7 separate regions of the Mus musculus genome follow, and regions 2, 3, 4, 5, 6 and 7 are each linked to region 1. The links are chromatin contacts, called in public Hi-C, HiChIP or PLAC-seq and promoter capture Hi-C maps. All regions are on one chromosome and are shown on one strand. Each heading gives the region's core, a stretch centred on a gene start, on an enhancer-like site or on the middle of the called end of the contact. The rest is flanking DNA. Distances are from core to core; before and after follow the strand shown. Region 1 holds the start of Arpp21 (cyclic AMP-regulated phosphoprotein, 21). Region 2 holds the start of Clasp2 (CLIP associating protein 2). Region 3 overlaps Pdcd6ip (programmed cell death 6 interacting protein). Region 4 overlaps AU023762 (expressed sequence AU023762). Region 5 has its middle 11 kb from the start of Gm39438. Region 6 overlaps Gm39436 (predicted gene, 39436). Region 7 overlaps Gm36367 (a long non-coding RNA gene).

Region 1 (3,805 bases), core at 609-3,108:
GGCTGACTCCGGCGGGACTGCGAGAGTGACCCTCAGGTGGACCTACTCAGCCAGAGAGATCGAAATCCTGCGAGCGAGGGAGAGAGAGAGAGAGAGAGAGAGAGAGAGAGAGAGAGAGAAGAGAGAAAGGAGAGAAGAGAGCGGAGAGAGAGAGAGGAGAGGAGAGAAGAGGAGAGAGAGGAGAGAGAGAGAGAGAGAAGAGGGAGCACTCAGCGGGCAGGGAGACGGAGAGGGAGGGACAGGGACAGCCAGCCCCGTGCACTCGCTCCCTGCAGTCACCTCCTCCCACCCGACCTGGGGAAGTGGCCGGAGCGCAAAGTAGCAAAGTAGCAGAGACGCTGCGGGCTCCAACGACAGTCACCTGGTTCCCGCATTGCTGGTGGGACCACAGGTCGCAGAGGGGCGGACAGATCAGCGCAAGGACTGGCTGCAGGAGAAGGTGGCTACTCCCAAGAGAGAGGAGCAGAGCAAAGCCTGGACACCACCCCCAACCCCTTTCCTGAAGCAGACAGACTGACAGACAGGCAAATAGACAGACAGGAGCTCAGCAGCCTGTGGTGACATACAGACTCTCTAGCAGCGAAGACCTCCAAGCGTCCGGAGCGGTGACAGTCCAACAGCCGCAGCCACGCGTTCCCCACCAGCGCTGTGCCTGGGCAGCGCGAGGACCCCTGCCTCCAAGCCAAGGGCTCCTTTTGCTAGCAGTTAAAATAAATCGACCAAACAACAAAGGCAAGCCACAAACCAAACTGACCCAACCAAAGCATTCACTGAGAAACAATAATTACTCACAAAAGCCCCAAACGAAATCCAGTCAGTCAAGGCACCCGGGACGCTGGGTCACTCCACTGTTCCTTCAGGTAAAGAGCCAAGTCTTCCGACATGAGCATCACAAGCCCTTTGTGTCTGGCTGTTGGGGCTTTCTGCTTCTGCTGCCCCCTCCCCCTTTTTTTTTCTTTCTACCATCTATCTGTGCTTTCCCTTTGACCTGTTTGTCGTTTCTGTGTTGTTTATCTTGTTTCTATGTCTCGGCGGAAGGCATGGGTGGACTCTCTTTCCCTCAAAGCAGGCAGAAATTGAAATCTGGGAAGGGAATTGAAAGGGACGATGCTTTCTGTAACAGAAGTTTCCAGTAATTTTATATGGGTTTTATGGTGCCAAGTTTGGACATTCTCTTGTTTCAGTTGAAAACTTGTCACTTTCCTCAGTTACCACAGAGGTCCTGGGTCCCAAGAGGTCGGAGAAGGGAGGGAGAGGAGGATAATTTTTTGCTTTATTTTTTTTAAATCTTGAAGTCATTTCCATGACAGCCTCTGGTGTAACGTTATCTGTCTCGGGTGATAAATGTGATAGTAGGATTGGATCTGTATCAGGCAAGTGTTTTAAAAAGTTTCTTCGGAAGAGAAATTACATGGCTTAGCATGGATGTCACGGATGTATTAAATTCAAAGCTTGATCACCTTTTACAGACACAGACTAAGACTGGAGCCTAAGTCTTAAGAAAAAAAAAAAGCAATGAGGAAGGTAATGTCATGGCGGGATGGGAGGTGTACGGTGAGGTTGCTAGAAATGGTCCCCCTAAGAACGTGTTGCAGATGGAGACCATCATTTCGCTCTCTGCCTTCTCAAAGGATGCAGCTTCTGCAAGCTAGAATGACAGTCTCTAGAATGGAAATGAATCTGTATTTTTTTTTCAAATTTTGCTCCAATGCAGAATAAATCTAAACTGTGCCCACCCTTTCCTCATCTGCCTTGGAACCCAACTCTGCAGTTTACTGCTTTAAGTAAGCAGCAAAGTAGACAGGGCAGGCAGGGAGGCACTTCTTGTTTCCTTTTTTTTTTTTTTTTTGTAATTCTGTGAAAATCAGAGAGCCTTTGATATGCTCTTCAGCCTAAGTAGACCCTCTCTTTCAGGATTATGTTACTATAGGGCTTGATGTCTGAGTGGCATTTTAGCTAATGTCATTTTCATGAAAGACAGTCATTTGGAAGGCACTAGGGCTAGTTATGCTTCCTTCAAATAGCAGAGTGATCTTAACATGAGAGACCCTGTCTTCGGGGTTATGTAGCCCTTCAAGGTATGTACCTGCTTATGTCTGATTCTCAGTGTCCTTTGTCCTCATCTTCCTTTGCTTTCTAATCGCTTTGACTGGCAGGCTATTTTTATATTTCTAGAGAATACATTTAGATGTCTTTTTAAAGTGATACATGTTTCCATTCTCAAAGATTGGGAAAAGATCATCTCTTGCTATGCTCGTCTGTGCTAATATGATTTGGTTTCTGTGTAAATTTAAAGGCATTGCTTTAGACCATTGTATTATACATGTCTTAGTTTCTCCTTTCCGGGTATGATTTATGTCGTCCGAATGACAAAGTAACTATTCCTCTCGGTGAGTGCTTATTTAACAGTACTTTGGATGAGGCATATTTAAAGAAACTTAAACAGCTCCTCCGGGGAATACCATTAGGTTTCTTGGTGACTTAATTTCATTCACTATATGGTGATTTCTTTTTGCTGGTAATTCAGTTCAGACCCAGACAAGTGTGTGTGTGTGTGTGTGTGTGTGTGTGTGTGTGTGTGTGTGTGTGTTTTATTAGATTTGCACATTGCCAATCTCTCAGTGACTGCTTGTCATAGATCTCAGTTGAGTGTGGTTACTTGAGAACTGTAGCAATCACCCTGTTAGAGCGTGCTGCACTGAGGAGTTCCTTGCAGTCTGTTTTTTAACGCTGTTTAATGAAGGAGTGGGCATCTCACTCTGCAATGAAAGGAGCCCGAGAACAGACAGAGCCCTGTGCTGCTGTGGAGACTGCAGAGCAGAAGGGAGTGGGAAGGTAAAGCGGGCTGCAGAGGTGGTCTTTTGAATCGGGTCCTTATAGCTTATCGATGGAAATCAATCGGTTTGGATGAGAGAATTCTCTCTGAATAGCTGGTTAGATGCTCCTTCAGCGTCTTTGCTGGTTCTTAGAAAGAAGACTCAATAATTTGAGTTTCTGAAAACTTAGAGGAGATGCTAACTGGGGACTTCCTGTGTGTCTACTATTTTTAATATAGGCTGTGAGAATGTTGGGTAATGAATGCAGATTTAATTTCAAATTCCTGAATCATTGTTCTGCTGTGGCAGATGGGTTGGACCTTATGAAACATTCTGAGATTCAAAAAAACTACCACCAGCTTCAGATATGGTGATAATCTGAATTTCTGCTGTGGGAATTTTGGGTTGATTTTTCTGTCATAAACTTGAAACTTTGCACCAGAGCTGTGACAACTAAGGGAATCTGGAGGTTTTAGATGGACTTGGTGAAATAGTTGTGTTATTTTCTCCCTTTAACTTTGAGTGAAATGTCCCTCATTTATCTTTCTAAAGAGTGCATATTTTAAAATGTCTCTGAGGTAGCATTGATTACCTTTAGAATGTTATCCTTGGGGGCCAAATATCTTCACATAATGGCATGTAAGATGCATGAAGCCATATGTCTGCATTGCTGGCACCTTCATGGATCACCAATCTTCAGGTACAAGGTGGGAATGTTCACTCAGAAAGGTATCTTGCTCATTTTCGTATTAACAGCATGCAAGCATCAGGCCACTCCCCCACCCCCCACGGTGAAGCTCATTAGACCAAACACTTAAGTAGTTTCAAAATTAATAAGCATAAGAGAATATGAGCAGCTTATATGAAGCGGGGAGCTAAGTCATATCGTTTTGTATCAATGCCTCTCTGAGAACTCAAAAAGTCGATCTGGAAAGTGACCAACTTTAAAATGAAGTAAACACCTAAGAACAATGTTTGCATGGAGATAC
Region 2 (3,805 bases), core at 956-3,455, 1.5 Mb before region 1:
TGAGCAGCGCTACCAGAAAGTGTTTGACAAAGCTGTAAGGCCTGTGGCACTTCCAACTGCTTAAGTTGTCTCAGGCTAAGTATCTTGTAAGGAACATGGAAAGAATGTGTGAACATCAGATACTTCCTGGAAGGACTCTAGCCAGTTAGCTGGATGCTCAGAGATGTGACAACAGAGTTGACAACTGTGGTATCACTACTGCCACTTGTGGACAAACATCTGAGGGCTGCAAAGGCTCCAAGGCAATCCACTGTCAGTGTGGAGAACGAAGCCCAGCAGCTTCCTCTAGAGACAGTGAGCCAACATTACTAACGGGCTGACTTCCCACAATAGCCAGTGCTGCAACACAGCACAAAACAGCCATGCTGAGCACACATGTGCCTTGCTTACACAGTAAGGGGAGCTAGGTAATTTCTTCAAAAGAAATTAATACTCCCTGTATTTTAGTAAATATTAGCTTTCCCCAAGCCCCCTACCCCCCCCCCTTTTTTTGAGACAGGGCCTCATCATATAGTCCAATCTGGCCTTAAACATTATAGGGGAAATATTTTCTTCAGTGATGCAGTCACTAATAAGATGCCCATGTTCCTTTATTGAACCCTTCACCCATACTCCTTTAAATAACCTTAAGCTTACTGATTCATTTAATCAAAAAAAAAAAAGATACAAAGGTAGAGAGGAACTATATGGAAATAGCAAGAGTGGGAAATAGCGGTGAAAGTGAACAACGTACATTACACAGATGCATGCATGAAGATGCCAGTGAAACCCATTATGTACATTTGATAATATGTGCTAGGAAAACTTTATTTTAAATCTTGCTAAGTCTAACCTTCCAACAATTCCATAAAGATCTCATCATTAAAACTGCTTTTCTTGTCTCTATAGATAGAAGCTTTCAAAGTACAGCCTATTTGCTGGATACATCACTAAGAATCGTTCCATCCACGGGAGCTCCCGCCTGCATTTTAAAGCAATACTGCCACCAGAAGACTAAAAAGAAAAGTAACCACTAACAACTCCAACTAATTACAGAATATTCACTTTTCTCCATCGGTGGCTACATAACAACTCCCTGATGCTGACCGGACACCCATTCCTCCTCGTACCTTACCGCACTCCTCCCCATTCCCGCTTCGTTTGCAGCATCAACTAAACCATAGTGTTTCAAATCTAAGTTCGTCCCAACTGCGGGAAAACAAGAGAACTGATGAGTGGTCAACGGCTTTCTGCTGTCAATTAAGGGAAATGTGAATAAATGCCATGAGATGAGCAGTCCTTCCGTGCGAAGGACCTGAATACGCGCTAACGGTGCTTTTGGGTGATCTCAACCTTCACGTAAAGACTACGAAAGAAAAGAGGGAGAAAGGGAGAGGGGAGAGGAAAAGAGAGGAGGGAGACGGGGAGGGAACGACAGAGGAAAGAGAGGGAGGAAGAGAGAAGCAAAAAAGAAAAAAAAAGGAAGAGAGGCGGAGAGGGATGAAGAGAGGGTAGAGAGAAAAGAAACTGGAGATTAAGTATAACAGCAAGAGATGAACTTGACGGTCCAACTTCACGCCGTACTCAAACGCCCCATCTCAGCGCAGGCGTTGCCATCGGGCGTAGACAAACGTTACAAAGTCTTAAAGCCTTGGGCCGCAAGTTACCACTTTGTAAAGCGCCAAGCAACACAGCAACGTGTCACCGAACCGCCGCCTGGGGCCGTACCCCAAGCCCTGGGGGGCGATGCCAGCGCGTCCCCGGACCCCGGCGGCAGCGCGCCCGCCCGCCCCGGCCGCGCGCCCGTTCGCACCGCCGCTCACCCGGTAGTTGCTCGAGCCCACCCAGCGGGTGAGCGCGTCCACGGTCTTAGCCAGGCGGCTCGGATCGTCCTCCAGGTCCGGGATGGCTCCGGGCGTGCCGAGGCAGAGCAGCAGCTCCTCGCCCGCCTGCAGCCGGCCGCTCACGTCCTTCTGCAGCACTTGGGCGCAGAAGTACTCGGCGCCGCGGGGCTCCATGGCCGCGCCCGCCACCCCTCACACGCCCGTCGCCCCTTACACGCCAACTTTCCTCGCAGCACCGCCGAGGCGCGGCGGTGAAGCCTCCGGGACGCGCCGACACGCAGAGACGCCGCTGCCTGGGGTGCGGCGGCCGGCGGGGGACGGCCCCCCTAAACTAATCAAACTCGGCGCCCCCCGGTCCCAGCCCCGCTTCAGAGGCTGCGGCTGCCGGCGACGTCAGCGCGCGCGTGACGTCAGAGCGACGCGCCCGGCCTCCAGCCCGGCCTCCCGGCGCGCCCGAGCCCCTGTGGGCTGCGGCCTGTGGCGCTACTGATGGCCCGAGCCTTGGGCTGTCGGGGCCGTGTGGGTCGCCTCGCGTGGGCGACCCTGGAAGGCCAGTGTGGGAATTCCGGCATCTCCGGCGATTCGCTCCGCCGCCATCATCAAGACTCAAAACTTTTTGGTACTTCTCTCCCTGCCCCGCCCCTGCCGTCTCTTAAAACCGGAATACACGGGTCGCGTTCTTCCTCGGCACAGGCCTGGCTGTCCCTTCCTGCTGCCACCCCCACAGTCGCCCTGGAGGACTTTCTGTTTCCAGTTGATACCGAGGTTTTGCAAATGGATCCACATTTTCTCTTGACGCACTTTCACCTCCCACCCTCACTTCGGGAAGCCCCCAGACCGCCGTTACCCACTAACCACCTCTGCCCTGGGCGACTTTAATTTGATTTTTGTTTGGACAGAGACTAAAGGCAGCACAGGATGTCCTCGAACTCACCCTACAGTATGGTCTTACATTTCTGGCCCTACCCCTGCCTCCCAAGCCTGAGCCACAGAACTCGAGTTTTGTTTGGGGATGGCTGGGGCCGTTAACTTATAAGATTTCTTTTTATTTCATGTGTACGTGTGTGCACCTGAGTGTGCCCGCTTGCAGAAACCAAAAGTTCCAGGAAGTCAGATCTGGATGGAGTTAAGTGGCAGTTGTAAGCCACCTGATGTGAATGCTGGGAACTGAACCTGGGTTCTCTGCAAAAGCAGCAAACCCTCTTAACTGCTGAGCCATCTCTCCAGCCCAGTGTTGTAGAGAACAGGTTTAGCTGTGACACTTGGACGAGTCGGGAACTCAGTCTCTTGCATTCTAAACTTATTTCTAACATGGTAGGGTAATTTTCCATTTTTTAAAGTTATGTAACTCCACACTGTGTTCTTTTTCCTTTCCTCCCCCTCTCCCAGTTTCTTTAACCCTGATCCCAATATCCCTAGGGCTCAATCTGCTGCTGTAATCTTTGGGTCTAACTTCTCATAGCAAAATGTTGGTATTTCATTCCATGAAGTACGTATCTTAAAAGTCTCTACCTTTTTATACTTAATCCTTCCCCGTTATACTCTGACTTGTTGATCCATCCGTCCATATAGCAATAGGCCTCTGGGTTGTTTGCAGTTTTCCATAATGGTTGGCATAAGCACCTGAGTTTGGGTGCCCTTGGAGGCAGAGGCATCATCAGATCTCTTGCAGATGACTTAGATTCGATTCCCAGGATCCACATGGCAGCTCACAACCATCTAGCTACAGTTCCAGAGGATCCGATGCCCTTTTTGACTTCTAAAGGCGCCAGGCAATGCCCATGGTACAAGTACATAAAATACCCATAACACATTAAAAGTACACATACAAATAAATGTTTTTAAAGTATTTTGAATTTTTAAAATATCATCCCTTAAATAACACAGGTGTTGCTTTGAATGTTGCCATTTAGGAACTGTCTTTCTCTTGGTGGAGCACCCCAGTAATCCTAGCACATGGGCAGCAGGAGGGTCAGGAGTTC
Region 3 (3,805 bases), core at 365-2,864, 1.4 Mb before region 1:
AAATTACTGTACCCTAACTTCATAAGTAATTTTGTTTTTTTCCTAAATTACAACTGCACAGATGGATAGAAGTTGAGGTTTATTGTCTAGTGAATTAGGGTCTAAGAAGGGGAAGGAAGATCAAGCTGAGGACCAGAGCTTTAAAAATCTAGTCTGCTGAGTTCTGGAAACTCTTTTCCCCAGAGGGAGCCAAATTCAGAGCCGTTTTAGATAAAGCTGTGCAAGCGGATGGACAGGTGAAGGAGCGCTACCAGTCCCATCGAGACACCATCGCACTTCTGTGTAAGCCGGAGCCAGAGCTGAATGCTGCCATCCCCTCTGCTAACCCAGCAAAGACCATGCAGGGCAGCGAGGTGAGAAGGGAGAACGTGACATGGGGAGTCCTGTGTTCATGGGACTCTGTTCAAGTTGCTACGTAGAGACTGCCAGAGTCTTACTGCCAACTCAGCCGAAGGGGCTTGGGGTGCAGCTTCATGGAAGGCCACTTGTTTAGCTTGCACCAGGCTTGGGGTTTGAGTCCAAGTACCACACATTCTTGTATGCTCACAGACAGACACATAAACACATACAGAAGTAAATCGGGGTTGTTATATCAAAACTAGCATTCTATACATTGAGTGATAGTGGAGTTATTGATTAATGTCCTGTTGGAATTTTCATTTGTTGAGTTACTTTTGTGAGCTGGTACTTCATATGCTAACAGTGTTTAACTCAGATGTTGTAAAAGGGAAGCTTAGAAAGGACAGAAACTTCCCTTGGGGTGAAGAAGATGGGAGCCTTCCAACTTTAGTTTCTTTGTTCTTCATGATTTTCTTTGTATTCCACATGGTTTGAAGGGAAGATTGGCAAGGTGTGCATGTTAGTAAATGGACAGCATCAGGATGATATTTCTAATGATGGCAGGAGAGCGAACCCACAGAGCCTCTCATTAGGGAAGTCTTAGAGAGGAGAGAAAATGCAGGCAGAATGTGGTGGTGGCTGCTGTAAGGTCAGTTGTATTACATTAGAGGCTCCCTGCTGCCTAGGAAGTAAGTCCAGGCAAGTAAGAAACAGTGTATTGAAAAGGTACATTTCCAGGCACAATAGATTTCTAAAGTTGTTAATACTCTTCTTTATTTCTCTTTGTATAGAATAATTATATATATTCTAGCAAGACTTACTTCGTGAGTACTTACTGTGTTAAGTACTTTGTAAAATTAGCAAATGAATATAACCTTTCTTTATCTCAGCTTGTTGTCCAGTGTGGAACCTTTGTCATGTACAAAGATGACAATGATTGGTTACAAGTTTATAAACTCAGCAGGAAAAGCATCGGGGTTGCTGTTCGGATTTAGACAGTAGTGTGGGGCACCACTTTGGGAGTCTTCTTGGGAAACTGGTATACTGTGAGAACAGAGGGAGAATACATGAGCACAGCTGAGGTTCCTCATGGCCTCAGCTGTGTTCATGTATTGAGTGCACTGGTAGAGGGTGTGGAGGGCAGAGCAGGTCCCGGGCAGCACTCAACAGCAGGAGAGCTGCAGAGCAGTGTGTCTAAGGGATCCAGGGCTACAGGATGGGTGGACCAGGAATGCCAGCTACATGCCTGGATCTGGTCAGAACACGAGGATGTGAAGAGCAAGGAATCTAAACACGAGAATAGCCCCAGGGAACAGCAACAGGATCCCTAACCCCTGCCCTGCAGGGCTGAGGATTAAACCAGGGCCTGGTGCATATTATATGGGCATTCTACCACTGAGCTGTGTCCCCAGCTTACTCCCAACCCCCCTTTTCAGAGACAAAGCCTTTCTACATGCCCAAGCAAGCCTTTAACCTGAAACATTCCTATGTCTGTCCTGGCAGAGCAGGGGATTGAATAGCTGGGTAAGCATGCTATTACAGAGCTGCATCTCCAGCCCTTGGCACGTTTCTTTTTTGTTTTTTGTTTTTTTAATTTTAGAGAAAGATAGCTGTGGGACACATCTTTCTTATTCTTTTTGGTCTCTTCTATTTTCTTTCCCCGCTGGGGATTGAAACCAAAGGTTTGTTAGGTTCTACAGTCCCAGACCATTGGTGTCTTATTGATAAATTTATATGGATTGATTTCTCTTTCATGGAAAAGCAAAAATCATTTATGCTAAGCAAAATCAGAACTAGTAAGCCATTATTTTTTTGTAAATTTATTAATTTAAATTAACAGAGGCTTTTTGATAATCTGTAATGCCATTGCACACAGAGGTAAAGTCTTTTTTTGGGGTGGGGGTGTGTTTCAAGACAGGGTTTCTCTGTGTAGCCCTGGGTGCCCTGGAACTCACTCTGTAAACCAGGCTGGCCTCGAACTCAGAAATCCTCCTGCCTCTGCCTCCCGAGTGCTGGGATTAAAGGCGTGCGCCACCACGCCCGGCACTAGAGGTAAAATCTTTTATAATCAACACTAAGTTATTGTATTGAAGCTGGATTTCCTGACAGGTACAAAGAAAATGTTCAGCACGCTGTGCTTATGTATCATGAGCCTCTGTTAATTTAGAAGACATCATATGTTATCAAAGCTGATTCAAACTTTTACCGTAAACTTTGATGATCGTTTTCCCAGAGTGTTCATGGTAAAACATTGCTGTCTGACAGCCAGGCATGGTGTGCATGACTGGGTAGAGACTTGTGAGATCTCTGAGTTCGAGGTTAACCGGGTCTGCATAGTGAGATCCAGGTTAGCCAGGCTGCATGATGAGACTCTGTCTTAAATATATGTGTTTCTTGTTCTTTTTCTTTGGCTCGCTTTTCTTTTGTTTGTTTATTTTGACTTATTCCAGTTTGTTTTTGTTTTATTTTATTACTTTTCATTAGATGCCTGTGCTTCTAAGGAGAGATAGGAAGGGCATGGATCTGGGTGGATAGGGAGATGGAGAGAAATCAGGAGGAGTTGGGGGAAGGGAAACGGTTATCAGAATATATTGTATGAAAAAAAAATCAGTTTTATTTTAAATCTTAGAAATATTTATTGCCTATTTTTCCTTTTTTGGTCTTGAGAGTTTCATAGATGAGTACAATGCGTTTTGATCCTATCCACAGCTCTGCCTACACTCTCAAATTCATGTTGTCTTAAGTTACTATCACAAAATACATGCATACATGTATATGTGAAATTAATGTTTCTAATTAATAGTACATGTAAGACTGAAAATGTGGGACAGATACACTATAGAATTCTTTTCCTTTTTTCTTCTACTAAACATATTTTTTCTCAGAATCTATCCTGATTACAGTTTTCCTTCCCTCTATTCCTCCCAGTTCCTTGCCACCGCTCCCTCCCCTCCTTTCTCCCTCAGTAGAAAAGAACAGTGTAGTTGTAAGCCACCCACGGCCTACATGAACCGGGTACTCCTGAAAGGCAGGCTGGGGCTGAAAGAGAGACTAGACGGTGAGAAAAGAATGAAGCCAAGACAAATTTTCTCTGATCAAGGCCTGTGAGTTTACAAAGAGACTGTGCTTATAAAGGGGGAAGGACCTCCCCGCGCCCCCCCAGTCCATCCTTGGTGCCCAGAGCCAAGCCAGCTCGAAGAGACTCCGAGCAACAAGCAGGCAGCAGGATCTTGGAGAAGAGCAGGGCAGTTGACACAACAAAAGATGCCAGCCAAGTCGGAAAGCTCCACAGCAGATGGCACCACCTCAGGCCCCGCTTCAGGCTGGGGGAGGCTACAGAACAAACAGGCTTTAAAGAGATCATAACCAAACACGACAAAATAAAGTACAATAAATTCAGGCAAAAACTTTTCTCTTGAAGTTGGACATGGCAACATATCAGGAGGAAAAGAGTCCCAAGAGCAGG
Region 4 (3,805 bases), core at 668-3,167, 1.3 Mb before region 1:
CACTGACCTGTGTTCCCACATGAACCCACAGGGTTGGCAAAGCCACACCAACATGTCTGAGATTATACCCTTTTGCCAGCTTGGCAATCTCTACATTTTATGTTGTGGAGCTAGTGGCCATGTAAGGCGTGCGATTGTTGTGAGGCCACGGGATGCTATGTCACGTATAATGGAAGAGAGGCCAAGGAGCAAAAAGCCCATCGGATACTGATGGAGAAGGCGTCATGGAAGAAGGTTTTCCAGCCTTGGATTTCTGAGTGCTCAGCGGAATCCCTCAGCGCATGAGACTTTTATAATGGAATTGCAAAGGAAAGAAGAGAGGCCCATTGGACACGCAAACTTTGTATGCCCCAGTACAGGGGAACGCCAGGGCCAAAAAGGGGGAGTGGGTGGGTAGGGGAGTGGGGGTGGGTGGGTATGGGGGACTTTTGGTATAGCATTGGAAATGTAAATGAGCTAAATACCTAATAAAAAATGGAAAAAAAAAAGAAGTGGTTCAGATGCCTGGTTTGGAAGTGATATAGGCTATTAGCAATAGAAAACGAAAGCTCTCTGTTTCTCTTGCAGATGTGTGTGTCTGTCCCCATGGCCTTGCTGACTCCAGGGAACTGAGCAATGCACGGGTGTCTCCTATCCAGGTGCCTGTCAACACCACCTTCACATAACACTTTGAACCCAAGCTTTCTCAAGCTGTCACAGAGCCTGACAGGTGTGGTGAGGCTGTAATAAGTCAATTTAACCCAGAGACTGCTAGGCTCTGCCTTGTCCTTAGTGAGTCCTCAGGACTAAGTTGGGAATAGAAGCAACTTTACCTTATGTGGAATCCTGCTGATCAACCCCTCCTCCCTGGGGAGTATTTAGAATATAGGAATATTTTCCCTCTAGTAGCGGAGACAGAAGTGCTACACCGTGGAGTTAGATCCCTAGACCTTAAAACATTGGAGATAAGATCTGCTAAGCCCTCCAGGCTGGCTTTAACGTATGGTCAGCCTCCTGAATGGCTGGAATTATGGGTCTGGCTGAGTGCACATTTGAATTTGAGTTTGGTGTAGTCTGAGATCTGCTTGCAGTGGTGGATGGAAAGGGAGTGCCCGGGGCTTTAACGTGTACAGCTCATGCGACTAAGAACTTACTGCGCGTCCTAGGCCTTTCTGCAGAATTCATGGCAATAATTCGTTTTCTTTTCTCTGCATAGCCCGGGCTGGCTTCAAACTCATGATTCTCCTTCCAGTTACTTTGTCAGTGGTGAGACTGAAGGTCTGCACTGACACACATACACGCACATACACACACACACACACACACACACACACACACGCACACACACAGAGGCACACGCACACACACGACAGTCAGTGAACAGCTTCAGGTGATTTTTCTTAGGTGCAGTCCACATTTTCTGAGGAAGCATGTCACTGTGGCCCAGAACTTGCCCAGCAGGCCAGGGTACCGAGGTCTGTGGATCTGTTTAGCTCCGCCTTCCCAGCATGGGGAATTAAAGACACAAGGGTATGAAACCCATTTTGTTCTTTTTTTTTTTTTTTTTTTTTTTGTGATGTGGGTTTTGAGGGTTGGATTTACATCCCTGCGCTTTCAAGGTAAACACTTTGCCACCAGAACCATTTCCCAGACTTCTCTCTTTTAACATTAGTCTTTAATCCACTTCATTGGACAAGCGAGGAGGCAGAGGTCCAGACCGCGCGCCTGGCTGGTCCTACAACACGAACAGAGCAATAGCAAGTCTGGTTTCTAAGGGCAGAAGGATTTGAGGCAGTGACAGACATGCTCATCCTAAGGAAACATGGAGGACACATAATTTTAATCCGAAAGTGTAGCAAAGAGCTGGCCCCTGGACTCCGTGTGAACGCCGCAAACCCTGGCTGTCGGCTCACCCCATTCAGCTGAGCAGTTTTTGGCAAACATCGGCACATCACATCATCCCCCTCCCCATCTCCACTCGGAGGTTCTTCCGTTTCCAGCACATATGTTCCTCTGTTCTGGAGTTTTTCCTGACAGAAGCAGCAGGTTTTTGACAAACAACTTTAATATTCTTTGCTTCTGTGTGGCTGGCTCTAATAATCCTGAAAGCCTACAAGGTCACGAGGAAGATTAAATCTGAGACATCGGAGGCAGATTTTGACACATCATTATTTAAATCCTGAGCTGCTCTAGGGCTCCTGTCCCCAAGAGCCCTGATTCACTGTCCAAATGAACACCCCAAATTCTACGAGGTTGCTGAGCACGGATTCTGGAGTCCTGACGGGAAATGCCGGCTCTGCTTGGCGTGACAAGGCCCTCGCTTTCTGTCCCGGAAGAGTTATTGCCTGTGGGGAGAATGAGGGTTTCAGGAAATCTGGGTCCTCTCCCATCTCTTGCTGTGGACTTTAGGATTTCATCCAATCTTCACAAATCCTCCATGATTTCTACTTACGAAGTTATTTATATCATTTTGTTTTTTAAAGACATATTTATATTTATTTTTTATTTTTGCGCGCGCGCGCATGTGCGCGCGCGCACACACACACACACACACACACACACACACACATGTATGCTTGCTGTAGCTGTATGGGTCCTTGAATAAACCAGAAGAGGGCGTCAGATCTCCTGGAGCTAGAGTTAGAGGTGGTTTAATGCTTACAACATGCGTGCAGGGAAAAAACCCCTCAGGACCCTTGTAAGAGCAGCTTCTGAGCCATCTCTGCAGCCTATTCTGCTTTATTTTAATTGAGATATATGTTTTTTAAAAATAAAAATGTACATATTTTGAACAGTTTGATAAAAACTTAAATGTATGGTCCAAGTGGGCATAACCCCAATTGAGAGAGGGGCACTTTCACCATTCCAGAGGATACTTGCTCTTCCTAGGATTGTAAGGGCATGCCTACTACATTGCCTGGGCTGATTTTTTTTTCTTTTGAGACAGATATCACTATGTAGCTCTGGCTGTCCACAACTCACTCTGTTGACCAGGCTGGCCTCTACTTCACAGAGATCAGCCTGGCTCTACCTCCTGAGTGCTGGAATTAAAGGCATTGCCACCATACCCAGGTCTTCCTTCCTTCCTTCCTTCCTTCCTTCCTTCCTTCCTTCCTTCCTTCCTCTTTCCCTCCTCCCCTCCCTCCTTCCTTCCTTTCCTCCTTCCCTCCCTCCTCCTCTCCCTCCTCCCTCCCTCCCTCCCTCCCCTCCCTCTCACCCTCCTTCCTTCCTTCCTTCCTCTTTCCCTCCCTCCCTCCCTCCTCCCCTCCCTCCTCCCTCCCTCCCTCCCTCCCTCCTTCCCCTCCCTCTCACCCTCCTTCCTTCCTTCCACATGGGTCCTGGCAATAGAACTCAGCTCTTTCTGCTTTCAAGGAAAGTGCTATGAACTGCGATCTCTAGGTCCACTCTACCACTTAAAACCTCCCTGTCTTATCCTCCAGGATTGCCGTGCTATGTCCCAAGCTCCCGATGTACTTACGCGATACATTTGAATCACATCCAAACCCTAGCACAGGGGAGACATTTGTTCCCCTTTGGTATGACACTTCTTTATATAAAACCTGATAGAGGGATGAAGGGAGGGAGAGAGGAAGAGAGAAAGACACACACACACACACACACACACAGAGAGAGAGAGAGACAGACAGACAGACAGACAGACAGACAGACAGTCAGACACACAGGCACACAGATACACAGACACACAGACAGACAGAAACACACAAAAAGAGAGTACAGGCTGGACCCCAATAGCCTTTTCATGGGTACCCATCTACTCACTTAACTTCATTACACTAAACCACACCCCTTAAAGTTTCTATCACCG
Region 5 (3,805 bases), core at 891-3,390, 1.2 Mb before region 1:
AGCTGTCACCTGCAAGAATGGAATTGGATGCCATTGTGTTAAGTGATACAACCTCTGTATAAGAATAAAAGTCACATGTTTTCCATCATATGTGGAAAATATGTGTGTGTGTGTGTGTGTGTGTGTGTGTGTGTGCGCGCGCGCGTGTGTGCTAGAGATAACATAATATCTTATCTCAAGTTATACTCTAGATCTAAAGTGACAAACCATCATGATACTGGCACAAAAGCAATAATATAAATCATATAGGTTATCTATATCCATATGTTTATATCTATATATTTCCATCTCTATACCTATATCTGTATCTATCTCTAATGTGAATGTGTGTCTTCTATGGAGATCAAGGAGAAGCTTTCTGGGAAAGGAGGATATTGGTATCAATATCCTTGCTATTTTATTGAGTGTCGGATATTTTTCTAAGTAAAGGTGACTTACTTCCCCCCCCCTCTACTTGTGATAAATATCTTTCCACATGCATTTCTCTCTCAGTTTCTATCTTCAGGAGAGACCCTCAGTGGTGGAACGCCCAGCTTCAGGAACATTACCATTTTATGGGTTTGTTACATACAGTTAAGTCCCCTTCCAAACAACCAAATTGTAACCAACAGCGCGAAAACACACAGGCTTAATCAGAATCTGGTTAGCCTTCAGAATTATTGTTATTTTTGCTAATGTAATATGTGTAAAATGATGCTTAATGAGTATTTTAATTTGTTTTCGTCTGATCACAGCAAGGTGGAGCATTTTTGCATATGCTGATTAAGCTCTGAGTCTCTTGCACAGGCGATCAAATCGCACCTTGCTCAGCCGTCTGTGGGGCTTCTTATTTCCATGAGATAATTGTGCATCTTCGTACAGTACGGCCCATCTCATGCTTTGTCTTCCTCTTAATTTTTATATTTTGAGTGTAAAAAATAGACTTTTTAATAGCATTAAATTAGACTCCCCCCTTAACAATAGGGAAACTAATGTCTGAGTATAGTTAAACATGCTTAATGTTATTGTTTGACATGTTTTATAAGATTAGAAAGTATTTACTTTTTGGTAATACAAAATTTATTTTGATTTATGTGGTTAGTAGAAGATGTTTTTTTTTCTAAACAGATAGAATCAAACTACTTTTTAAAAGTATTTTTGCAAGCTGGGTGTGGTGGCACCCACCTTCAATCCCATCGTGCCAGAGGAAGAGGCAGTAGATCTCTGAGTTGAGGCCAGTCTGGTCTACATAGCAGATTCTAGGCCAGCTGGGGATGCATAGTAAGACCCTGTCTAAAAAATGTTTGTTTGTGTGTGTGTGTGTGTGTGTGTGTGTGTTCACATGTGTGTGGGCCCATGGGCATGTAGAGACCAGAGATTGAAGTCATGCGTTTTCTTCAGCTGGTTACCCTATATACTAAGGCAGGGTCTATAGCTGAGCCTTGTGTTTGCTAATCCTGGCTAGTCTTAACTAGCCAGCTTACCCTGAATAGTCTAGCTTCACCCACGGAGTGCTAGGATTAGAAGCCAGCCATTGTGCATACTTAGCTATTTTTAAAATATGTACTTTATGTGCGTCTCTCTATGTGTATGTGTACATGTGCAGGTGCTTGCAGAGGCCAGGGGAAGGTGTCAGATTCCCTGGGGCTGGGATTACAGGTGATTGTGAGCCACCTGACATCGATGCTGGACTATTTCCCCAGCCCAGCTCCTCAGACTTAAGCACTTTTTCAAAGCCACTTTGGTTATTTGAAGTGACGTATTCAGATACTGGAGATGAGGATGCAGACATATTTGGCGGACCACTAACATGCCTACCATAAACAGCTCTGGAATTTTACTCAAAAATGTTGAGTTTTGTTTAAAACGTGTGTAGAAGAAGTATCAGCAGTAGCGTAGTGTTCTTTGTGACATATCTACATTTCTGGTGCAGTCCTGTCTTCGTGGAGATTACTTGGTGACATTTAGAGGTTTGCACCTATAATTTTAACAACACCGTCTCATTAACTATTTGTCTTAAGCTATGTGTTGTCGACGTGCACAGGACTTTTCTTTGTACACATTCTTCCTGAGTGTATTTTTCTAGCCAGTTCTCACTTGATGTCCTTAATTCCTTATGAAACTATATTCCCTGATGTAATATCATTTGGCATCCGCTCTACAAGGAGAAGCATATGTTGGCAATAGGCAGTGCGATGAGAATGTTGTTCCTAGGGAATCAGTTTAGCAGTGCCATATTGTGAAACCTCCATGTTCATTATTTATTTGAGGCAATACAAAAATGCTGAGCACCGAGGTGACCTTCTGAGCTGAGCAAACGCTGCTGATATTATATGTGACCTACTTTGCTCAGTGTCCTGAGCCGAAGGATACCCTGCAGCCTGGTGGACTGCCCTGGCAAAGGAAAGTGACATATGGGCCTGGGGTTGAGAGATAGTTTTTGCTTAGGGACTGTGTACAGACCTCCTCAAATGACTCATTAATGTCTACATCAGGGAGGTTGTAATTTCGGATCTGCTTCCTTCCAAGTCTGATATTCATGTTAAAAATGAGCTCTTGATACAAAGGGTAACCTTGGAACTCACTGACAGGAGACCTGGTCCAGTCTCTAGTGGGAGGAGGCAGCTCAGGCTCACAGGGCACCGATTCCTGTTTGAGAACAGGGAGGTGGGAGAGGATTGAACTCAGTCAGCTGACTGATGGATATTTCTAAAAATCCAATATAAAACCAGGTATGGCAGAGCATGCTCATGATCTCAGTGTGTGGGAGGTAGAGGCAAGAGGATTGGGGTTCAAGGTCATCAGTGGCTACACAGCAAGGTGGAGGTCAGCCTGGGCTACATGACACCCCGTCTTCAAAAACCAAACACAAAACCAACTAACAACAAAATACAACATCCCTTTAAAAAGTCTACAAGGCATCTGTCCCTTCAATTTCATATTTAAAAAAAATTTTTTTTAAATGTGAGTGTATTTGTACATGTGTTTGTATGTAGAGGGTGTGTGTGTACGTGCTCGCATGAATGTGCCTGCATTTGTGCATGTGTGGGGGACAGAGGACACCCTTATTGCCATTGGCCAGGAACCCACCAAACAGGCAATACTAGCTGGCCAGTGAGACCCGGGGATTAGCTGGTCTCTGCCTCTCTTGCTGTTTCTTGTGTTGCTTCTGGGCATCAAACTCGGGTCCTTAAGCTTACAAAGCACCTAGTGGAGCCATCTCCCCAGGCCCGGTTTTCTTTCTTGTTTTGTTTTGTTTTGTTTTGTTTTGTTTTGTTTTGCTTTGTTTTTCTAGACAGGGTTTCTCTGTGTAGCCCTGGCTGTCCTGGAACTCACTCTGTAGACCAGGCTGGCCTCGAACTCAGAAATCCGCCTGCCTCCGCCTCCTGAGTGCTGGGATTAAAGGCGTGCGCCACCACGCCTGGCTTTCTTTCTTTTTATATGGTTTCTTGGGAAGCGTCTAGGGAGTACGAGATCTTTTTGACATTTAGCTTTAGAATACCTTTGCTCCTTTAAACTAATTATCAACCAACCAGCAGGATCTTGGAAAGCTTCAGAATTCCCTGCTCTAAGAATTGATAACAAGTGCTTGATTTGATTTTCCTTTCTGATGCCATAGGTATCCAGCATTTACAAACCATGCCAATTTTCTTATTTTAAGGGTTCATTTTTTTTATTTATGTGTGTGTGTCTGTGTGTGCACATGCATGTGAGTGCCATGAAGGCCTGAAGAAAGTGTCAGATACCCCTGGCATTGCAGGCAGTCGTGAGCCGGCAGCTATGGGTGCTAAGAACTCCAGAACAAGAGCAGCAAGTGCTTTTTATT
Region 6 (3,805 bases), core at 761-3,260, 1.1 Mb before region 1:
CTTGGGACCAGCAACGACTGTCCTGCTGTGCCTTACACACTGACTTCAGCTCTTGTTAAGTTTTCAATCTGAATGTCCCCAGCAGGTGATGCTCTTTTGGGAGATTGCAGAACCACCAGGAGGTGGGACATAGCTAATGGAAGCAGGTCACTACCCGTGGGCCTTTGAGGATCATAGCTCTGCCCCTGGGCCCTTTAGACCCTATGCTTTTTGATCTATGGTGTTGTGAGGAACCTTTGCCACACTCTCTGGTGGCCTCGAATGAAGTTTTCTGCTATGTCTTCCTTTCTGGGATGGATAGAAATCCCTTTGGGACCATGAGCCCAAAAATATTCCCCCTGTGCTGCTTAGGTTTTTTGTTTTTTGTTTTTGTTTTTGTTGTTTTTGTTTGTATGTATGTTTTGGTCAACTTGACATAAACTAGAGTTATCTGGGAACAGAGAAACTCTGTTGAGGAATGTATCCATTAGATTGGCCTGTGGGCAAATCTGTGGAGTATTTCCTTGATCAGTGATTGATGTGAGAGGGCTCAGCCCACTGTGGGCGGTACCATTCCTAGGCAGGTGGTCCTGGGTTGTATAAAAAAAGCAAGTTGGGCAAGCCATGAAGCAAGCAAGCCACTGAGCAGTGTTCTTCCATGGCTTTTGCTTCAGTTCCTGCTTCAGGTTCTTTCTGGAGTCCCTTTCTGATTTCCTTTCACTCTGGGCCATGGTGTAGATGCATAGGTCAAGCTAGCACACTCCCTCAACTTGTTTCTGTCAGGTGTTGTGGTTGCAGCAGTGTGAGAGTGTCCAATGCAACCCCTGATGCCTTAACTCTGGCCATTTGCTTCTTGACTGTGAAGTGGAAAGCACCCATCTTGCTTCTCCAGAGCCTGTTGAGGGCATTCTGTGGGGGAGGGCTGAGAAGTCATTTGCAAATGCCATAGTGCCCCATGGATGTTGGCACTGCTTTAGAACATAGGTTATCAAGTGTTATTGGATCTGGATAACTGAATAACCAATCTGCCCATGAATTTATGTATGTGTGTATGTGTATGCATACATGTAGGTATCTATGTATCTACCTACCTCCCACCTACCAACCATGTGCTCTCTGCTAATGTGTATTCTACTAATTCAGGGATTTTCAGAATAAGGAGCTTTGGTTTTCTAGAAAGCCCTCAGGAAGGGGTGGGGGAGTTAGGGAGTAAAAGTGCCTGCTCCAGTGTGGTGTGTATAGTGATGTTTTTCCTATGGAATGTCCCCCAAAGATTCCTTAGGTATTGTTTCTCCCATGAGACCTTCAAGAGCCTTTACTAGCACAGCGGAGCAGGACCTAAGCATGCGTGTACTGGCACAGCTGGTCCTCCTTGCTCATATGTTTTCATTATCTTCTTGTAAATATCTCCCGCCTGAGGCCAAGGGAGGTCAGTCCAGTGATGGATAAAATGCTGATTTTTACATCCCTTCCACTGCCGGCTAAAGATTCAGGAATGTTTACCAGCCTGCCGGTTGAACTTTTAGGCTTCTCCAGAGAATAACGATTTAGCTGCACATGTGGAAACGTTGTCATTATCTGTTTAGGGCTGACCATGGGAGAACAGTGACCAAGGAAGCTGGAGGGAGTTGGGCCATGCCTCTTGCTCTCGTTTTCTCTTCCTCTAATTTACCCTGGGTCTGCCTCTCCCTCCTCCTCCTCACAGTCCAGCCGTGCAGCTGCATTCATTTACACCCACCAGTTCTGCCCAAATCTGCCATACAGGGAACTGAAGGGCTTGCAGCCACAGACTCATTTCCTAGGCAGTGAATTGTAATAACACAACAGGACGGGAGTCTTGATCTGGCGCACACTCCTTGGGTTTACCAGAGGTAACAGCATAGCTTGGGAGTCTCTCTCTCTCTCTCTCTCTCTCTGTGTGTGTGTGTGTGTGTGTGTGTGTGTGTTTAGTGGGTAGGTGTCAGTACGTGGGCTCTGGGATGTGTCTCGTGAACACCAGCGATGAAGAGCATTGACAGCACTTGCTGCTTGGTAATGAGATTCAGTGTTATAGGACTGTTATTTTTAGGGTTTAAACTATGAAAATCTCGTTTCCCCACTAGAGGCCTCTTTTCTGTCATTCTGGAGCACACCAGGTGAGAAACCCAGTGTCATCTTTGAAAGTAATAACAGATCACAAGTTAGCGCATAAAATACTGCTCTTGCAAGTCTGGTTGACAAGAGTGAGCTTAAAAATGGAATTTTGGGTTGGGACAAGCAAGGAATAGACACAGGAAGATAAATTTGAAAGTACTGAGTTAAATGAGGACAACGGGGGGCAGAATCTTGAAATGGACATATTCCTTGTGGCAAATCAAGTATCCATGCCCATTGCAAGTCTGCCTGCCCATGTCTGTCTGTCTGCCTGTCTATCCATCTATCCATAGTCATCTTGCACCTATCCTTCCATATGCCTCTCTGTGTGTATGAGTTGCCACTGGGTATACCCTACTGTACACCTCTAGGTGGTTTTGGTCTAAATCCCCTCCCTCGGTCACCTTTACCTCTTCATGCTCACACATACTTCATATTTGTCTGATTCCATGAGTAGAACTAGTAAAATGATTTTGTGTAGGTTTGGAAGCCTTTCTGGTTTGGCAATATGGGCTCTTGAGATAGAGGTTTCGATTATTCTATATTCTGATCCTATCAACCAGTGCATCAAATGTAGCTACTTAGAAAAATCCAGAAGTTTGATCATGGAGGTGCTCATGGCTTTGATGACAAGTCACATGTGTGATGATTTTTGAATGTGCTGCCTTGTGTCAACTTTTCTTAGGAGGACCAAACTTGAAAGAGGAACCCTGTCTCGAAAAAACAAAACAAAACAAATAAAAAAGTCAGCACCAGTCTCTACCCAAAGGCCGGCTCTGTCAAGCTTGTGTCCCCAATCAGAATGGACGTTCTTTTCTGTCTGCCTGATTCACCCTGGCCACAACTTTCTCACTATACTCTGTTTCTTGGGTCAAAGTGGTAGAGCCAAGCGTGACTTCCTGTTCACCTCTCAGCTGGTGTGCCCACTTCCAAAGCGATTCCCAGAGTGTGGCTCCTTCTCCTCTCACTGCTCGCTGTCATGATTACTTCAGTTGCTTCCTTACTGGCTTGTTTCTTCAGCAGCCTCCTTGCCTGGAGCTGTCCATGCAACTCTTCAAAATCCTCGGGGGTGCCACCACGTGGCTGTTTCCAAATTCTCTGAAGACTCCTCACTGAACACTTTAGTGCTTTGGGTCTGCCCATTCTCCGCCTCCAAGGGCAGCAAAGGGAGGCTCTCTGTCCACACTTGGCCTCCTCCTGACTCTCTGACTCACTGATTCCCTCCCACCTTCCATTCTCCCTGCCCACACTGTTTTCTTCCCCAGACGAGAGTGCTTGTCTGGCATTCCATTTTGTTTCTATTCAAATGTCACCTCCTCGGAGAGAGATTATCTTTGAGGATTTGAAATAAAGCACCATCCCTGGGTCCCATCCTCTCTGCACTGCTTCTCTTAGCCTGCTTGATTTTTTTTTTCACAATGGTCGTCATCTTCTGACATCCTATGCCTATGACTGGTTTCTCTGAAGGCAGGGTCAGCTTCCTGAGACAGGGGACTTTTCTTGGTCAGCATTATCTCCAGTGGCTGGAACAGTATCTAGCATGTACAAGGTGCTCATGAATTATTTGTTAGCCAAATGAAGGTTGGTGAAACGGCTCTGTGGGTCAAAGCAACTGCAGCCAAGCTTGACGACCCATTGGACTTATGTGGTTGGAAGGAGAGAACTGACTGACTACTCGTTAGCTGTCCTCTGA
Region 7 (3,805 bases), core at 825-3,324, 1.1 Mb before region 1:
GTACATATGCAGGCATGTACATACGAACATGTGCATAAAGAGATGCCTGGTTGGTCTTGCATGATGGTGTTCTTAGTTAAAAATGTCTTCAACTCAAGACCTTTTAGTGTGGTCCAGCAATGGACCAGGAGTCCATCAGCAAAGTCCCCAGCACCAGGGGCAGAGGCAGAGCTGGCGATTCCCTACTCAGGCGAGGCCAGAAAGCTGGAATGAAGTTGCTCTCTGACCCACACCTCTCCTCTCAATACAGCTGTCCTCTAAAGCCAGGGCTCCTGCCCTCTGTGCCTTCAACCTGCAGAGCACATTTTAAAATATACTATTTAATTTAGCATGGCATTTGCCAGCTCTCTGCTGTGCCAGCTCTCTGTCGACAGCTGTATTGCTGATGAAGACTCAGCACAGAGAGAAACTGGCTTGCAGGGTCAGCTGCTCCAGGGCCTCAGTGTGTAAAGTTCCAAGCAAGGCTTGCAGGCTTGTATTTTGGCAACAGTCATAGGTTCACATTGTCTGCAGGGATCTTGGACCCTGGGAGGTTCCAGCTCCATAGAAGATGGCGTTGTTGCTGTTTCTGTCAAGACAGTGCCTCTGAAACCCTTCATGAGTGTTTCTCTCCTTCCTACTACCTGCAGCCAACCCTGTAGGGAAATGTCAGTCTCCGTATATAACCTAAAAATACCCACTGAATGCACTCCAGTTGCTAAGCCCCGTTTCTTCTGGGAAGCTGTCAGGGTCCTTGGTCCTAGCAGGAAAGCATCTTCTCTCACAGTCCAAAACATCCCTGTTTGTCTAGTGTGTCACCTTCATTGTGAAAATTCACAAACCCTTTCACAGCCTAACAAGACAGACTTGTTTCCTGCAGCGAGGTGAACTCACACCTGCTCTTCCTTCCCTCTGGGTGTCATGCAGGGCTTCTGGCCCCTGCTGTCAGCTTTGAAATGCATCCTAACTTCAATTTGTGGTAAAAGGGAGCCGATGAGAAAGTGGGGTGGTAGAAGGGGAGACAGAGAGGAGAGGAGAGACCCAGTTCTAGATAGACACTTTGGCTGGACTCCAGGAAAACCTGTTGCTCTAAGGTTTTGATTGTACAGGGATCTTTCTGCAGTCTATTTTTTCCCCAGCTCACAGCCTGCCTTCTGGTTTAGGGAGAAGGACCACCAGGTGGGGCTCAAGAGTGGCTTGTTGCAAAGGAGTGGGTAGCCAACTGCCATGCTTTGTGGTCTTAGATGGGTTTACTTTTCCCACCTTGAGTGAAGGCTGGCAAAGGTCACAGCTTAAGCTGTCATCTGCATGAATGGTATGCGCTTGTAGTGATGGTGGCTGATGTCTCTTTATTCTGAAGCCACTGCTTGTGATGGTCCTTTTTGCCTGTGGAGCTATGTTGCTCCCTTTCCCCTCTCTCTTCCCTTCCCTCTTCATCTTTTTCCCCTCCCCCTTCTCTGCTTCCCCTCCTTCCTTCCTCTTCCCTCTCTCCCATCCTTTTTCCTTCACTTATCTTCTTCCCTCTCTCCCTTGCCTTGTTCCTTCCTGTTTCCCCTTCTCCCCCTCAGCTATTTTCTCCCCTGTATCTCAGCCTCTTACCAGCCACCTCCCCTCTTCCTTTCTCCATCCTTCCTTCCCTCTCTTCCTTCCTCCCCTCCTTCCTTCCCTCCTCTTTTCTTCTTTCCCTCTCTCTCCCTTACCCTCCCTCCCTCCTTCCCTCCCTCCCTCGCTCCCTCCCTCCCTCCCTCCCTCCCTCCCTCCCTCCCTCCTTCCTTCCTTCCTTCCTTCCTTCCTTCCTTCCTTCCTTCCTTCCCTCCCTCTCCTTTCCCTCCCTCCTTTTTCCCTCCCTCCTCTCTCCCTCCTTCCATTCCCTCCTCTCTCCTTCCCTCAAGCCTGTCTTCCTTTTCTCTCTTTTCTCTTTCCTCTTCTCTTTCTCCCTCACTCATGGCTCTCCCTCACCATGATTAATGATTCATTGTCTGTTGGGACAATCCAATTTGGCTGCTCTCCGCAAAGCTCTATTTTAGGGAGTAGCTATGAATCAAATCCCCTCAGCTCTGAGAGCAGGGATGCAGTGGCTCCCTTTCTGCATCCCTCACGCTCTCATCTGATTAGCATCCGGACTCTGGAGAGATGCCTTCAGCAGACTTCCCACTGAAGATCTGTGTCAAACTTTCTAGGGCAATACTAACAGTTCTTGGGATAATCCAGCAGCCTCCTCTTACTGACATATCTGGGAGTTGTCTTTCTCAAAGAATCCCTTGAACTTGTTCCCCCCCCCCCCCCCCCGCTTTAAAGCATCCTGAGGTTGTTTTACTACTCATAATTTTAGACTTAAATGTTTTGAGTTTGGAGTGCAGAGATAATAAATAAATAATACTCTGAAGTTTTAGATTAATTAGTAATTAATTTTTGCAAAGCTTTGGAGACGAGCAGTGTCGCATACCATTAAGCTTAGTGCTGGCTCCATCAGACTTCTCAAATTGTGTTTCCAGAACAAAGGGACACTTTAGATTCTTACATCAATTGTTAGGCAGATGAGAGAAAATCGATGACCACCCTCTGCCCCCACCTCCTTCAAACAGACATACACACAGCATTCAGGCTGATGGTAAACACAAGACCCTGATCTGCATTGGAAAATACAGTCTGCATTCCACCATGAGCCCCCCACCCCCAAGAAGAGTGCAGAGAAAGCAGAGAAAGGCAGCTCTCCAAGGTAGTCTGGAAAGCAGGCTTCTCAAACACAGCCCTCAAAGATTAGGCAAAAGGGGGCTGGAAAAGAAGCAGGTGAGTCCTCAGGAGAGACCTCCATCAAGGGCTGGCATTCAGCATAGACCTGAGTCTCCTGTGAGTTCCTGTGACTTCAGTTTTTTTCTCTGAAAGATAGATGTGGACCAGAAGGACTGCTTTTAAGAAAAGGAGGCAAAACAAAGCCCTTAGCATACAGCCTGGTAGAGAGGTCTAAGGACACCTGTAGATTTTCCCTGTTGTCATGGGGCTGAGGACCCTATTAGGTGACAGTGCTTGCCACAAGATATGCCCAGTAGTGGCAATAATGGACCCTTGCCTGGTTTTGAGTTTTAAAAGCCTGCAATGCTTTTTCCCTGATGCCTCTGTGACCTCCTAAGAAGGGAATGGAGGTGAGTGGCCTTCCCACAGCAGGGACAGCTGAGAGGTCTGTTTCCTCTCACACTGAGCTTGAAGCCTCCAAGCCCTGTGCTTCTGGGCCCAGCACGTGCAGGAGCCCAGGGGTAGATGTCTCAGGGCGTGAAAGAGAGAGCCAGAGGGAAACAGAGATCATTCCTGGGAAAGCACTCATACCCACCTCAGTCTATGGCAGAAAGGTCACTCATCGTACACACAGAGATACCACCACAGACACATGCTGATGCATGTAGACAGGAAGAGGCACACCCATGTAGATGCATATGTACACACTCAAAGATGCTCACAGGTACAGCTGTATCCAGACATATGCAAAGTGATACAGAGGAATGCAAATGCAGATATGTCAGTATATGTGTATCTATGTGTCTGTACAAATATGTATGTGTCTCTGTATGTGTCAGTGTATCTGTCTGAAAATGTATGTGTCCGTACATGTCTGTATATGGCACTGACTACACGTTTCTGTAGACACATTCAAAGATGCACACATGTATAGATGCATTCAGATACACACACAGACCATGAACACATGTGTGGGTTCATTCAGAGACATATACAGACCATGCACACATGTATAGATGCATTCAGACACACATACAGACCATGCATATAGATGTACTCTGATGCTAGCATGTATACACAGATAAATGCTTAT

The links. Promoter capture Hi-C pulls out the DNA fragments that hold promoters and counts their contacts. A called contact is a pair of places that touch in the nucleus more often than the background predicts. HiChIP or PLAC-seq counts read pairs in DNA pulled down with a chosen protein or histone mark.
Region 2: a contact with region 1 is called in a promoter capture Hi-C map of embryonic stem cells, with 2.4 times the contacts expected there. The contact joins the promoter of Clasp2 here to the promoter of Arpp21 in region 1. A contact is called at or near these places in 2 of 39 promoter capture datasets (embryonic stem cells and pre-B cells) and 4 of 115 datasets of contacts at active chromatin or transcription factors (astrocytes, large pre-B cells, pro-B cells and 1 more).
Region 3: a contact with region 1 is called in a promoter capture Hi-C map of embryonic stem cells, with 7 times the contacts expected there. The contact joins the enhancer-like site here to the promoter of Arpp21 in region 1. A contact is called at or near these places in 8 of 39 promoter capture datasets (the 3T3-L1 cell line, cranial neural crest, embryonic stem cells and 4 more) and 1 of 9 other capture datasets (embryonic stem cells).
Region 4: a contact with region 1 is called in a promoter capture Hi-C map of hippocampal neurons, with 14 times the contacts expected there. The contact joins the enhancer-like site here to the promoter of Arpp21 in region 1. A contact is called at or near these places in 9 of 39 promoter capture datasets (the 3T3-L1 cell line, 3T3-L1-derived adipocytes, cranial neural crest and 4 more), 2 of 484 Hi-C or Micro-C datasets (cerebral cortex and forebrain), 2 of 115 datasets of contacts at active chromatin or transcription factors (embryonic forebrain and forebrain) and 1 of 9 other capture datasets (liver).
Region 5: a contact with region 1 is called in a Hi-C map of cerebral cortex, with 7 times the contacts expected there. The contact joins the enhancer-like site here to the promoter of Arpp21 in region 1. A contact is called at or near these places in 11 of 39 promoter capture datasets (the 3T3-L1 cell line, the C10 cell line, cranial neural crest and 6 more), 12 of 484 Hi-C or Micro-C datasets (brain, cardiomyocytes, cerebellar granule neurons and 7 more), 9 of 115 datasets of contacts at active chromatin or transcription factors (VIP interneurons, astrocytes, embryonic forebrain and 6 more) and 3 of 9 other capture datasets (adipose tissue, macrophages and pancreatic islet).
Region 6: a contact with region 1 is called in an H3K4me3 HiChIP or PLAC-seq map of forebrain, with 15 times the contacts expected there. The contact joins the enhancer-like site here to the promoter of Arpp21 in region 1. A contact is called at or near these places in 4 of 39 promoter capture datasets (3T3-L1-derived adipocytes, embryonic stem cells, hippocampal neurons and 1 more), 7 of 484 Hi-C or Micro-C datasets (cerebral cortex, cortical neurons, forebrain and 1 more), 5 of 115 datasets of contacts at active chromatin or transcription factors (SST interneurons, embryonic forebrain, forebrain and 2 more) and 2 of 9 other capture datasets (liver and pancreatic islet).
Region 7: a Hi-C map of cortical neurons shows a contact between it and region 1, with 2.3 times the contacts expected there. The contact joins the enhancer-like site here to the promoter of Arpp21 in region 1. A contact is called at or near these places in 9 of 39 promoter capture datasets (cranial neural crest, embryonic stem cells, frontonasal cranial neural crest and 3 more), 2 of 484 Hi-C or Micro-C datasets (cerebral cortex and cortical neurons), 6 of 115 datasets of contacts at active chromatin or transcription factors (VIP interneurons, embryonic forebrain, embryonic hindbrain and 3 more) and 1 of 9 other capture datasets (adipose tissue).

What each region holds. Positions count from the first base shown.
Region 1 is chr9:112,231,365-112,235,169 of GRCm38.p6, reverse strand. It overlaps Arpp21 (cyclic AMP-regulated phosphoprotein, 21), which reads left to right and starts at 1,858. Exons shown (of 21, transcript NM_001362020.1): 1 at 1,858-2,078. It also overlaps a transcript of 2900079G21Rik not described here.
Region 2 is chr9:113,739,873-113,743,677 of GRCm38.p6, reverse strand. Clasp2 (CLIP associating protein 2) reads right to left here and starts at 2,205. Exons shown (of 40, transcript NM_001114347.1): 1 at 1,803-2,205. The coding sequence starts at 1,997.
Region 3 is chr9:113,668,305-113,672,109 of GRCm38.p6, reverse strand. It overlaps Pdcd6ip (programmed cell death 6 interacting protein), which reads left to right. Exons shown (of 18, transcript NM_011052.2): 12 at 184-353. Among named protein-coding and RNA genes, the nearest start is that of Gm36745, 27 kb to the right of the region's middle. Within about 2 kb of position 1,614, at least 25 of the 459 cell types and tissues checked have an H3K27ac peak or open chromatin away from gene starts, as enhancers often do. A contact at or near this core is called in embryonic stem cells, where this site is marked.
Region 4 is chr9:113,513,468-113,517,272 of GRCm38.p6, reverse strand. All of the region lies in intron 2 of AU023762 (expressed sequence AU023762), which reads left to right. Among named protein-coding and RNA genes, the nearest start is that of Gm36540, 47 kb to the right of the region's middle. Within about 2 kb of position 1,917, at least 11 of the 459 cell types and tissues checked have an H3K27ac peak or open chromatin away from gene starts, as enhancers often do. A contact at or near this core is called in forebrain and hippocampal neurons, where this site is marked.
Region 5 is chr9:113,431,301-113,435,105 of GRCm38.p6, reverse strand. No RefSeq gene overlaps it. Among named protein-coding and RNA genes, the nearest start is that of Gm39438, 11 kb to the left of the region's middle. Within about 2 kb of position 2,140, at least 10 of the 459 cell types and tissues checked have an H3K27ac peak or open chromatin away from gene starts, as enhancers often do. A contact at or near this core is called in cerebellar granule neurons, cerebellum and cerebral cortex, where this site is marked.
Region 6 is chr9:113,340,511-113,344,315 of GRCm38.p6, reverse strand. All of the region lies in intron 4 of Gm39436 (predicted gene, 39436), which reads left to right. Among named protein-coding and RNA genes, the nearest start is that of Gm39436, 17 kb to the left of the region's middle. Within about 2 kb of position 2,010, at least 19 of the 459 cell types and tissues checked have an H3K27ac peak or open chromatin away from gene starts, as enhancers often do. A contact at or near this core is called in cerebral cortex, cortical neurons and forebrain, where this site is marked.
Region 7 is chr9:113,298,355-113,302,159 of GRCm38.p6, reverse strand. The region is part of intron 2 of Gm36367 (a long non-coding RNA gene); the gene reads right to left. Among named protein-coding and RNA genes, the nearest start is that of Gm36367, 4.6 kb to the right of the region's middle. Within about 2 kb of position 2,074, at least 8 of the 459 cell types and tissues checked have an H3K27ac peak or open chromatin away from gene starts, as enhancers often do. A contact at or near this core is called in VIP interneurons and cortical neurons, where this site is marked.